2 separate regions of the Rattus norvegicus genome follow, and region 2 is linked to region 1. Evidence: chromatin contacts called from public Hi-C data. All regions are on one chromosome and are shown on one strand. The core of a region is the stretch at or near the end of the contact, and the rest is flanking DNA. Distances in the headings are between cores, read along the strand shown. Region 1 overlaps Gpr107 (G protein-coupled receptor 107). Region 2 overlaps Ncs1 (neuronal calcium sensor 1).

Evidence for each region. A called contact is a pair of places that touch in the nucleus more often than the background predicts.
Region 2: a Hi-C map of kidney shows a contact between it and region 1, with 6 times the contacts expected there. The contact joins two enhancer-like sites. A contact is called at or near these places in 12 of 12 Hi-C or Micro-C datasets (the A7r5 cell line, the Rat2 cell line, Schwann cells and 7 more) and 1 of 1 datasets of contacts at active chromatin or transcription factors (oligodendrocytes).

The regions. Positions count from the first base shown.
Region 1 is chr3:34,873,789-34,879,594 of GRCr8, reverse strand. All of the region lies in intron 14 of Gpr107 (G protein-coupled receptor 107), which reads right to left. Among named protein-coding and RNA genes, the nearest start is that of Gpr107, 44 kb to the right of the region's middle. Within about 2 kb of position 4,409, at least 5 of the 93 cell types and tissues checked have an H3K27ac peak or open chromatin away from gene starts, as enhancers often do.
Region 2 is chr3:34,964,629-34,970,335 of GRCr8, reverse strand. Ncs1 (neuronal calcium sensor 1) reads right to left here. Exons shown (of 8, transcript NM_024366.2): 8 at 3,782-4,898. Among named protein-coding and RNA genes, the nearest start is that of Hmcn2, 19 kb to the left of the region's middle. Within about 2 kb of position 2,520, at least 8 of the 93 cell types and tissues checked have an H3K27ac peak or open chromatin away from gene starts, as enhancers often do.

The DNA of each region.
Region 1 (5,806 bases), core at 3,160-5,659:
CTCCAGGTAAGAAACCCTGACCTTTCTGGACGACTGCAGCAGTCAGTCGGGAAGCAGTCCCGAGACATGCCAGCAGCCCAGGGTAGAAGCAGGCTATGATGGGCAGCTACCATAATGTGTGCACAGTGAGTTCCTGATACTTAATGAAGCAGTGCATCTCAGTCTACGCTGTGAGAAGCCCCTGAGCTCTGGGCTGTGTCTTGCATGACCTTGGGATAGCATTACTTATTAAGCAAGAGATTAATTATTTCACAGTATTGGAAGATGAGTTGGTAACAATTCAGGAATTTTGAGTGGTGTGTCTGAGGTAGAAAACAAAAACGTAACTTTTGGTGAATAACATATTAAATATGGCTGTTCTATCAGTCCCTCTGAGCTGTGCTTTAGATTTTTCTAGAGTCCTGAACCCTTTGAGAGCATGTGGAAGTCCCAGCTGCCCAAGAGCCCTTGGGAGGCACTGGCAGACGCTGTGCAGACAACTGCTGCAGGTGAGGTGGTCCTGAGAGGAGGGCAGAACCCTCTGAGGCTTTTCTGGGCGCCACTGTGTGCTGCAAGAGAGACAGGCACATTCCAGGGACAGCACTGGGAAAGAAGGTGTCTGCAGGAGGCTGTGAGCACCTAGGGGAGCAGCTCTAGACCTCTGGCCAGTGTGCTCGGATGTCCTTAGTGACACAGGACAAAAGGAAGGTGACAAGAAATTCACTTCTTTGTCTCTTCTCTCCTAAAACCCCTGCTGTAGGTGGTAGGGATCCAACAGCCAGCAGCAGTGCAGACAAAGGAAGGCAGAGACTCAGCCAGGCCACACCTAGGTCCAGGGCTTCTCCACAGCGGGGCGTGGGGGTGCGTGCTTATTAACAGATATGGCAGGGAGCTCCTTCTTTTCCTGAGGGCTTCTAGTTGGAGTCTCTAGGCTTCCTCTAGCAACATTACTCACTCACTCACTCACTCACAATATGGCTCCTACTTGGAAAGTGAAAACTGAGGCTGGACAAGCCTGTCACAGAGAGACACTAAAGTGAAGGAGATGGGGACAATTGTGCTTACAAACCCCTAAAGCCATGGCTTATGCTCAAGTACCAAGACCTGCCAGCAGTCATTACTAGGACATGCCATATGCGGTCTGAGACATGACATACTCAATGTCTAGAGTAGCTGGGTGGCACACTAGGCAGGGGAGGGCAGATGTTAGACTCTGTAGATCCAAACCCTCTGCAACTACTCAGCGCTGCCACCTCAGGCTCGGCCAGCCAGGGCCCCCGCCAATACACTTCTATTTATAAAAGCATGGGGTACAGCTGAGTTGCTCAGTTTGTGTAGTGTGCACAAAGCCCTGGATTTGGTCCTCGGCATCCATAAAAATGGGTGTGGTGGTACATGCATATAATCCCATAACATGGGATGTTATGGAGGCAGAAGGATCAGAAGTTCAAGGTCAGCCTTTACTACACAGTTGAGTCGATGCTAGCCTGGGTGCTTGGAGGTCCTGTTTCTTTAAAAAGTGAAAAAGAAGTTAGGCTGGCGGTGTGAGAGCTAGAGAAACCACTCAGCTGCCAAGAGCACATTACTTCTGCAGAGGATGCAGTTCCCAGCACCCACATTAGGCAGCTACAACATCCAGTAACTTTAGCTCCAGGGGCATCCGCACTTACGTGCATACCCCACACGTGCAGTAGGCGTGTGCCCCAGCAGCACCTGTCACTGAACTCCTCTGCTGTAAGCGCAGAATGGCAGTAGAGTTCCAGAATGGCAGTTGCTACTCTCAGCTCTCTGCTACATATGTGCAGAACAGACCTGCTGTCTACCGACACTGCTGCCTACCGGTTCAAGGGCAGCAACTGCTCTGGGGAAGCCAGAGACCCTGGAAGAACAACAAACCCACAAACAGCCTCTAGCTGGGCAGCACAAGGTCAGAACTCTAAAGGAAGAGAGGTTCTGCGGCTCCTGATCTGGGGCTCCCACAGCCTGACACCGCTCTTCTGAGACATAACTCAAAACGGATGCAGTCACACCAAGGAGGGAGGGGTGATATGGATGGGAAAGGCACTCAAGAGGGTGTCAGGCAAGCTTTTAACAGTGCTCTGGCCAGTAAGATGGCTCAGTGGGCACAGGCGCAGCCAAGCCTGATGACCGGAGTTCAATCCCACGACCCACATGGTAGGAGAGAACTGACTCCCACCTGTTGTCCTCTAAACCCTACACATGTGCACAAACGCACAAATACAAGTGTAAAAAGCAAATCAACCAACCAGCCAACCAACCAACCAAAAAGACATAAAACACTGTGTTCCTGTGAAGTTGAGAACACTGGTCTCCTTCTACCAGACTCATATGCTAAAGATTCCATTTCCTGAGCATCACGTCGGGGACCAGGCCCGGCACACGGATCCTTGGGGGACAGAGTCATATGGAAAACACAGCATGATCCACTGAAAACATGAGGAAATGACACGAAGTGACATCTTTCCAAAGAAGATATATTAACGGTCAAGAGGTCCTGGAAATAGGCGTGTCACCACTAAGCATGAGAGAAGTGCGCGTGAGAAAGGGTTGTGAAATAGCACTGCACACTCACTAGAACGCTGCAGTTACTGTCTTGTAGCTGCAACAAAGCACCTGACAAAAGCAACCGCTCCAGGACAAGGTCAGTCCATCACAGCAGGCAAGGCTGGTGGCAGGCCCCTGGTTACACTGCTTTCTGAAGCCAGGAAGCAGAGAGAGACGATGCTGGTGCTCAGCCTGCTTTCTCTTTCTATGCAATCTGAATCCCAGCCAGGGATGGTGGGTCTTCCCACCTCAATTAACTTTAGTGGATAATCCCGCAGGGATATGCCCCAAGACTTGTTTCCATGGTGATGCTAAATCTCACAAGGTCGACGGGTTCAATCATCTCTTGTGGGTCTTGACACCTGGAAGAAGAGTCAGTGGGGAATCGTCTAGATTGGGTTGGCCTGTGGGAGATTATCTCTTGACTGTCAGTTGATGTAGGAAGTCCCTGCCACTCTAGGGGGCACCATTCCCTTAGCAGGAGGTAGAGAACAGTCTAGCTGAGAACGAGCAAGCAAGAATCTATGTGTTGATTCTTTCTGCTCTTCAGTGTGAATGTGTTTTAAGTTCCTGCCTTGACTTTCCTCAATAATGGACTATAACCTGGAACTCCAAACCTACATTTCCTTTCTACCCTAAATGCTTTTTTCCCAGGGTATTTTTTCACAGCAACAGGATGAAACCGGAACATATGACAAACAGGCTGAGTGGGCGAGTGCTGAGCACTGAGAGGCGTCTTCAATCTCTGACACCAAACACCTCAATGATGAAGGTGCTGGGATGAGACAGTCAGAATCCAACATGGAATCCTGGCAGAACTGTACACTGGCACCGGCATTGTGGCAGACAGACACGGGTACTATGAGGTTCAGAAATGCCACTTCTGAGTAGATCTGAACAGCACGTGTAAAGCTCACAATCACAACAGACAGCAGAGGTGACACGTGGCTGTTGCCCTAGGCCTCCTTCCATGTGTAACTCGTCTGTCCCTTAATGTATGTATGAGTACCCAAGTTCACAGCAGCACCGTTCATCACACTTAAGCCACCCTGACACAGGGATGCTGAGAGAAAGTGGCACATACAGAGCATGCCGTATTATTCGGCATTAAGAGGCCAGGGCACTCAGGCTTGGCTATGGCGTGGACCAACCTCAGGACAGTTCACTGAGTGGAACAAGCTGGACACAAAAAGTAAAGGTGCCACTAACATGGCGTCCTGGAGCAGCCAAACTCATAAAGGCAGAAGGTGTGTGTGAGGGAAGGGGCACTCCATCAGGAGCCTTGGTGAGAGGAGTGGGGGCAGAATCTCACTTGGGAACTTAGAAAGCTGGTAACTGATGGTGCTGACGGCTGCACAGCCATAGGAACCAAGTATGGACAGCACAGAACTGGACCGCGACAGCAGTTCAAGTCTACTGCTGCCTGTGTACTTCAGCACAGGACAGAAGCGAGCAGAGCAGAGCTGCTATGAGGTGTGGCCCTGTGGAGGGGCAGCGCATAGCCAGAGTGAGATGTCATGGGCTACGAGCGATCATTGTGGGACTCAGTGCTGGGAGGAGCATGGTTTCCTCTGGGCTGGGTACAAACATCGCTGTGACACAGAACAGTGATGGCTTGTGCGACTCTCATGTGGAGGGCTCAAGGCCTCTTCTCTCCCAGAGATCCCAACTGCCCCTAAGTAAGGCATAAACAAAGGGCTTCTTCCTGCCAGCCACCCACACTCCTTGGTGCAGCTCCAATAAGCTTGCCGGCCCACCACCCTGGGCTGAGTCGCGGCTCTGGTCTTCCTAGGACTTCTCCATTTCAAGTGAAGGGAAAAGGATGCCTCGAAGTTTCCCAAGGAAAGAGCAAGCCAAGGAGTCTCACACTGTGATCATGTTACTGTTCAAATCACAGCCCAGGAGGACAGAGTCTTGAACGCTGTCAAGGAGCCTTAGTGGACACAAGCCCCACACATCACACACAAAGCTTCACACAGTCAGACACGGCAATCCCAGCACTTGTGGGGCTGAGGTAGAGAATCATCATGAGTTCTGGACCAGCCTGGGCTACAGAGTGAGATCCAATCTGGGACAGAGCAAAATCCTGACTCAAAAATGATAAACGCCTGAGGCTCAGTGGGTAAAGCACCTGCTGAGCAAGCAGAAGGGCAGGGAGCCATGAAGTCAGAGTCCCCAGAGCACACGAAAGCTGATGTAGTCTCTGGCCCAGACGCAATCGCAGAGTGCTGCTCCAGCGAGTGGCAGGAGAGGATCCCTGGTCTGGGCTACACAGAACTGATAACTGAAGGTTCCTTAAGGGCCTCCACGTGCATGCCGTGGTGTACACATACATGCAGAGAGACTGGAAAGAAAAGCAGACAAACAACTTAATGTCCACACTCGAGGTCAGAAACATTAAATAGATCTACCGCCCAGACAAGGGCTGAGAAGCAGCACCTGCAGGGACTCGGGAGAAAGCAAGAATCTCAGCACTGCACAGTCACGGGTATGCTGCATCCTACAGGCTTCTGTAGACGCACCGAGTAAAACAGCACCTTGCCAGGAGGTCACTGACACAAGCAGACAACAGAAATAAAGTGTCCTGTAGTGAGGAACACCTCTCTGCTGCTAACCTTCATGGGCCCACATTCAGCCTTTCGAGGCTCTACCCCGGCCTTCGACACCAAAGCAGTTCTGCCGCAGTCCCACACTGGTGTGTCCCCTCTGCAGGCCTTTGAGGGTGCTAAGAACGAGGAAGCTCATGCTCACCTGGCAACCGTGAATTTTCTATGCTTTACTTTATACTGAAAGCACAACTTGTGCTCTGGCAGTAAACACGGATGCCGGCTGTCCTTTGACACATGGCTTATAACCCACCACACCAAATGTACTTTCTACATTCCACTCTGGGGCTGAGACTCTATACGACACTTGCTATATCATCACAGACACTCTAGAGAACACAAGCCTGGCTCACCTCACGAGCAGGCACCAGTGAACAACTTGGTGGCCTGGCTGGAGAGACGACTCTGAGGTTAAGAGCACTCACTGCTCTTCAAGAGGAGCTGAGTTTGAATCTCAACAACCACGTGGTGGCTCAGTCTGTCAACTCGAGCTCCAGGGGATCCAGTGCCTCAGGGCACCAGGCATGCACATGATATATATACGCATACACAGCCAAATACGCATGCATAAAACAAAAGAACCTGGTAGTTGCTGTGGTAGGGCCTGCAACTCGGATTCTGCACAGACATTGCTGTGTGGCCTGGTAACACTTCTG
Region 2 (5,707 bases), core at 1,271-3,770, 93 kb before region 1:
TGGTTTTGTGTGTCACCTGACACAGCTGGAGTTATCACAGAAAAAGGAGCCTCAGCTGAGGAAATGCCTCCATGAGACCCAGCTGTAAGGCATTTTCTCAACTAGTGATCAAGGGGGAAGGACCCAGCCCATTGTGGATGTTGCCGTCCCTGGGCTGGTGGTCCTGGGTTCTATAAGAGAGCAAGCTGAACAAGCCTGGGGAAGCAAGCCAGTAGGTAACATCCCTCCATGGCCTCTGCATCAGCTCCTGCTTCCTGACCTGCTTGAGTTCCAGTCCTGACTTCCTTTGGTGATGAGCATCAAAGCTGAACAAACCCTTTCTCCCCAACTTGCTTCTTGGTCATGATGTTTGTGCAGGAATAGAAACCCTGACTAAGACATAGTGAGAGGCCAGGTTAGGCTGACACGGCTGGGCGAACACACTTTGAGAAGCTCTCATATCCCATAGCGTATCTTGTTGGGCTGTCAGGAGGAGTGCAGCTTCCCTTGGCCCGGGAATTCACTTTTGCATCTGCAGCTGCTGAGAACCCAACTGTGTTGGAGACTATGGGAAGTCGCCTCTGGAGGGGAGGTGGGTGGAGAGACAGTTGGCTTAGCCTGCAGAGGTTTTGACATCTGACTTTGAGAGCAACAAGCCTCAGCTGGACGTACGTAGTCACACGTATGAAGCAATGTGGCCCCCAGGCAACCCCAACAGATGGGACATGCGGGAGGGGATGCTGCAGGGTGAATTGCTGTGGCCTGCTCACCTGCTGAGCCCTGGTCGCCAAGGCAAGCTTTCTTTAAATTTATTTATGTATGTGAGTACACTGTCTTCAGACACACCAGAAGAGGGCATCAGATCCCATTAAAGATGGTTGTGAGCCACCATGTGGTTGCTGGGATTTGAACTCGGGACCACTGGAAGGGCAGTCAGTGCTCTTAACCACTGAGCCATCCCTCCAGTTCCCGTCACCAGGGCGGTCTTAACCGAGTGGATTGAGTGGATTCCTTGCATGGGATTTCTCTTGGGTATCCTGAGCAGACCACACCCAAAGTGAGAGCAAGATTGTCCTGGGAGAAAGAACTCTAGAGCAGACAGAAACACAGAAACAGACAAAGCACCAGGCCCACACAGGGAGGCAGGGAGGTCCAGGAAGCATGTTTAATTGGCCAGACACAGACAACATACATCGGGAGCAGCGGGGACACCTGGACATGCAACAAAGCCTATCGCCCTTGGCCTGCACCACTAGGTGAGGGCCTCCCTATGCCCCCCCAGACATAGACAGGACGGCACCCCAAAAAGAGACTCTGAGGGTGCTGGGAATGCAAGCAGGGAAGGATGGAGACAACCACAGCCAAATGTCACCTTTCCTAGATTGGGTTTTTAAGTTACCTAAAAATCCGTCAGGAGCTGCAGGACCCACTATGGGCACCAACTCAAACGGCGCTGGCCTGTCACCCCTGCAAGGTGGCTGACCTCCTTCTGAGGCATGGAGAAACAGATCCAATGAGTAAAAGTCCCGAAGGAATCTGGAGACTTGGTTCAGGAATGCAGAGGTGCTGGGTGGGGCCCCCACCCTGGGAAGCAGACAAAACCTGAACCTAATGCCAAGACAGAAGATGGGACCAACTGTTTATTCAACAAAAGCCTTTTATTCATTCAAAAATTAACCATTGGATTTATTTCTGCAGATATTTTTTTAAAAAAAATTAAAGTCGGGAGGGCAAAGCTTCCCACTGTGCCCTTATGCCAACTACCTTGCCAGTCCCAGATGACATAGCAGAGGGGTGGGTGGGATACATGCTGCCAGATATGTGAGGCTGGGGAATCCAGGACCTCTGGAATCACAGCCCCCACCTTGGCCTTCCCACCTCTAGCTTCACCACTTGCTGGAACGCTGCATCCCCAGGTGCCACTGTGGCTCACCACCACCAGGGGGCGTCCCCCGTGCATCCTTGGATCATGTAAATGTAGAAACACACTAGGAAGAATCTTAGGGGCTTTCTGTTTGGCCAGCAGTGGGGGCTTTCTCAGGAGAGATGCCAGGGATCCCATGCACCGCACGCCCCGCCATCCCCCAGAAGAGACAATGTCCCCCAAAGTGCAAAGGCACCTTCCTCGGAAATCAACTATCGAACTATAGAGCATTTAAAGAAAGAGATGTCAATGCTGCATATATTTTACCTTGTTATTTTAAACCTGGCTAGATACTGAAAAGTCGTGATATGCTCCCAAGTCACCATCGACACAAAGTGGGCAGCAGATGCTGGGAAGAGGGGATCACAGCATTCCTGGCCCTAGAAAGGAGGGTCTGCCAAGGGACCAGGGACCTGGCCTCAATGGCTAGACCACACCCCTAAAGAAAGCAGCATCAGATGGGGTGGGGCCTCTAAAGAAATGAACTTGGAGAGGCCCTCGGGCTGCGCAGAAGAGGCCTGGCCTCAGATTCCGGGCGTGCTGTGTGCCTCAGCTAACTGCTGGTGAAAGAGAGGGACAGACGTAAGTCAGCACACGTCCTTGAACGAGAATAGTGTCCGACACCCTGCCAGGAAAAGGCAGCCCAGGGCTGTCTCAATGTCCAAGGCTTGGGCCAAGGGCATAAACCGTGAAGGCCAAAAACCACACTGGAGGATGCAATCCAAAAAGCCAAGATGCTGAAAGGAAGCCTGGACCCACAGACATCAGTGAACACCTTAGCTGAGGAGCCCCATGCTTAACCCTTGACAGACCCTCAGCTAGGAATCCATTGGATCTTGATGCTACCACACATGCCCATTCACAGAGAGGACGACCAAGGCTCCAGAGAGAGGTCCATTCTCATCCTCTCAGCTAATGTCATCACATCTACTCCCTATCCTAGAGGCCCTGTCAGGGACCAGGCAGCAAGATGACCCAAAGAGGCCTCAAAGAAAATTGCCTGTGTAACTGGAGCCCTGGGGATCTGGTGGGCCAGCAATGGAAACAGCATGAGCAAAGGGCCTACCCATGAAGAGGGTGTGTGCACGGACGGGCTAAGCGTTCCCACTCACTCACAGGGATGGACAGGCAGGACAACGCCACCTCTGGATGGAAGACGTCAATCCTCCAGCTGACAGCTGCTCACCCACGGGTCATTAGCAAGGAAGATTCTGGCCTCCCAGAAGTATGGTGGAGATTACAGGGGAATCGGAGCAGAAGAAAAGCCCCGGGGGCCGCCTTCCCCCTCTCAACGGTGGGCAGAGAGGCTACACAAACCAGAAGCAAGAACTGTGGGCTCGGGTCTGCCTCTGCAGCTGGGAGGCTCACCTGGCAAAGCTCGCCAGGGTGAGGACGAGCCCAAAGGAGCTCACGAGTCTGGGGGATCCTAAAGAAGGGGTAAAAGGGGTGCCTCTGGGTCCAACCACACACTCCAGCAGCGAGGCTGTGTCCCGAGACCGTATAGGGGTTACGCTGTCATTTATACGATTCTGTATCCTCCAGGGCCTACAAAACAGTCAAAGAACGGTGTCACAAACACCTAACTCCAGGCTGAGAATCACACATCATCAACAAGGCCAACCACCAGGCCTCCCAGCCCTGCTGCTGACTGAGAAGGCAAAGACTACAAAGTCCCAGAGAAGCCCAGCTTTGGGCTCCTTGCTTCTCTTCCATGGTTGCCTGGTGTTTCTGGTGGCATGCTGGAGCCGTCTCGCTGGCTTTGGATTCAGCCCTGAGGAGCAGCATGGCCTGCTCCCGTCTCCCTACCCCTTCTCTCTCAGACTCCTAGCAGGGAAGAAGGCTGCTGCAAAGGGTAGATAGAGGCAGGTGAGCAGAGGGGTTCACACGCTATACCTACCCAGCCCCTTAGTTAGCATCAAGGAGGCAGAGGCCAGCAGTTCCCAGAGAAGCCCACTTCATACTCTATTCTGTGTGCCCGACACCCGCTCCCAGTTCCCACTCCCAGAGCAAGGCTCTCCATCTTTTCTCTGCTGCAAACATCAGAGTAAAGTTGCAAAAATTAAAAAAAAAAAAACCAAAAAACAAAAAACACCCCAAGTGTGTTCTTGAAAAAAAGTGTTATGGGCTCCAAGGGGTGCAGAGGAGAGGGGTGGGGGCTTCAGGGCAGAAGCTGGGGGAACAGTGCATTAGCCATCGAGGAATGCCTACCTTCCCCTCTCCAAAAACGGAGCACAGTATCTGAGAAAGAAAGAAAAAAAAAAAAAAAAAGGAAAAGATTTTTTTGGCTTCTTGGCCGCTGCAGGCCACCATCCTCCCAAGTGTGGCGGGCAGGTGGGTGAGGGTGTGCACATGTAAACGGAGGCCCAGCATCCTGGGAGTTTCAGACACACAAGGTAGCAGCAATAGTTAACAACCAATAAATAAAAGGTATCGATTATGTATGAGTATAAAAAAAAAAAACCCTCAGTTTCCCCACAAAATGCACAATACTGTTATCACGTGAGTCACTGCCGCTAACACCCTTGCCTGCCAGTGGCCTCACTGCCCCTGGCCACCACTGCAGGGGACCAGGCAGAGACTGAGTTCTCTGAGACACAGAGGCCTTCTCCCAATGGTCAGTATCTTTTAGAACGGAAGGTAGTTTGTTTTCTTTTACATTGTCCATTTGAAATAAAAAAAGAAAAAAGAAAGCACACAGGCCAGACAGCAGGAAGAACGGGACGGCTGCCGAGGGAGGCAGCCCGGCGCTCAGGTTTGCAGAGGGCTGGAGCCTTTCCGTTTTGGGTTGTCGTTGTTTGGACAAGCGGAGGTCGTTGACGATGGAACCAGTGGCTTCAGGCGGCAGGTGGATGCAGGGCTGGGGGAAAGACAGCCAGGGCCTAGAGGCTCAAGGGCGGCCGGCTTTGTGGAGACGAGGAAGGCTGGGTGGGCACAGGGGCGGTGTCAGGCTGCGGTGGCCTCATGGCACAGGAAGAGGCTAGTGGTTCCCACACATCTGCAAGACAGAGGGAGGCAGGATGTGTTAACAGCTATGGCGACTGAGGGGTCCGTTAGGGCTCCAGGTTCCTTCGGGTTTGGAAAAATGAATGTGACAGTGACGAGAGACCCTCTAGAGCATCCCAGAATGGAAGATTAGTGCCACAACCAAGAATTAACTCAAACTCAGTGATGACGGGGGTCTGAGGTGATTTGGCGGCTCGACTTGTCCTCTGTCTCGATTCAGAGCACACAGCCTATGCCCTTCCCGTGACGTCACACCTCACACCAACGCTGCCTGAAACAGCTTCGGGTTTGAGACGTGTGTGTTATGAATTACAGCTTTTTTTCTGTTTCCGTTTACTGCATCTATGACATTTTTCTGTTCCCACAGAAACATCATGCTTTAATTATAGAAAAAATAAAGACAATAAAACTATATGCATAACAAACTGCTTTTAAAATAGAATTCTTTATGATTTATTAGCTGTAAATATTTGATCTAATGTTTATTTCGTATACTTACGTACCAAGAGCTGTGTCAAAGTTTCTCAGTGAGAAGACGGGTCACGAGCAAAAGAAGTGTGAGAAACTAAAGGGCACTAGAGGGCGCTAGAGGCGCTAGAGGGCACGAGAGGGCCAATCAGCACTCTGGGCTGGAAATCCTGAAAAGTTTGCATGGCCTTTAATTCACCACAAGATTCTTCATATCCCTCCCTGGGAAATAAGTAAGATGATCACCACGGCACACTCTGTAATAGTGAAGGGCCAGCCTGAGTGTCCAATATCAGGGAACTGGTCGTATCAAATATTTACAGCCATTAAACC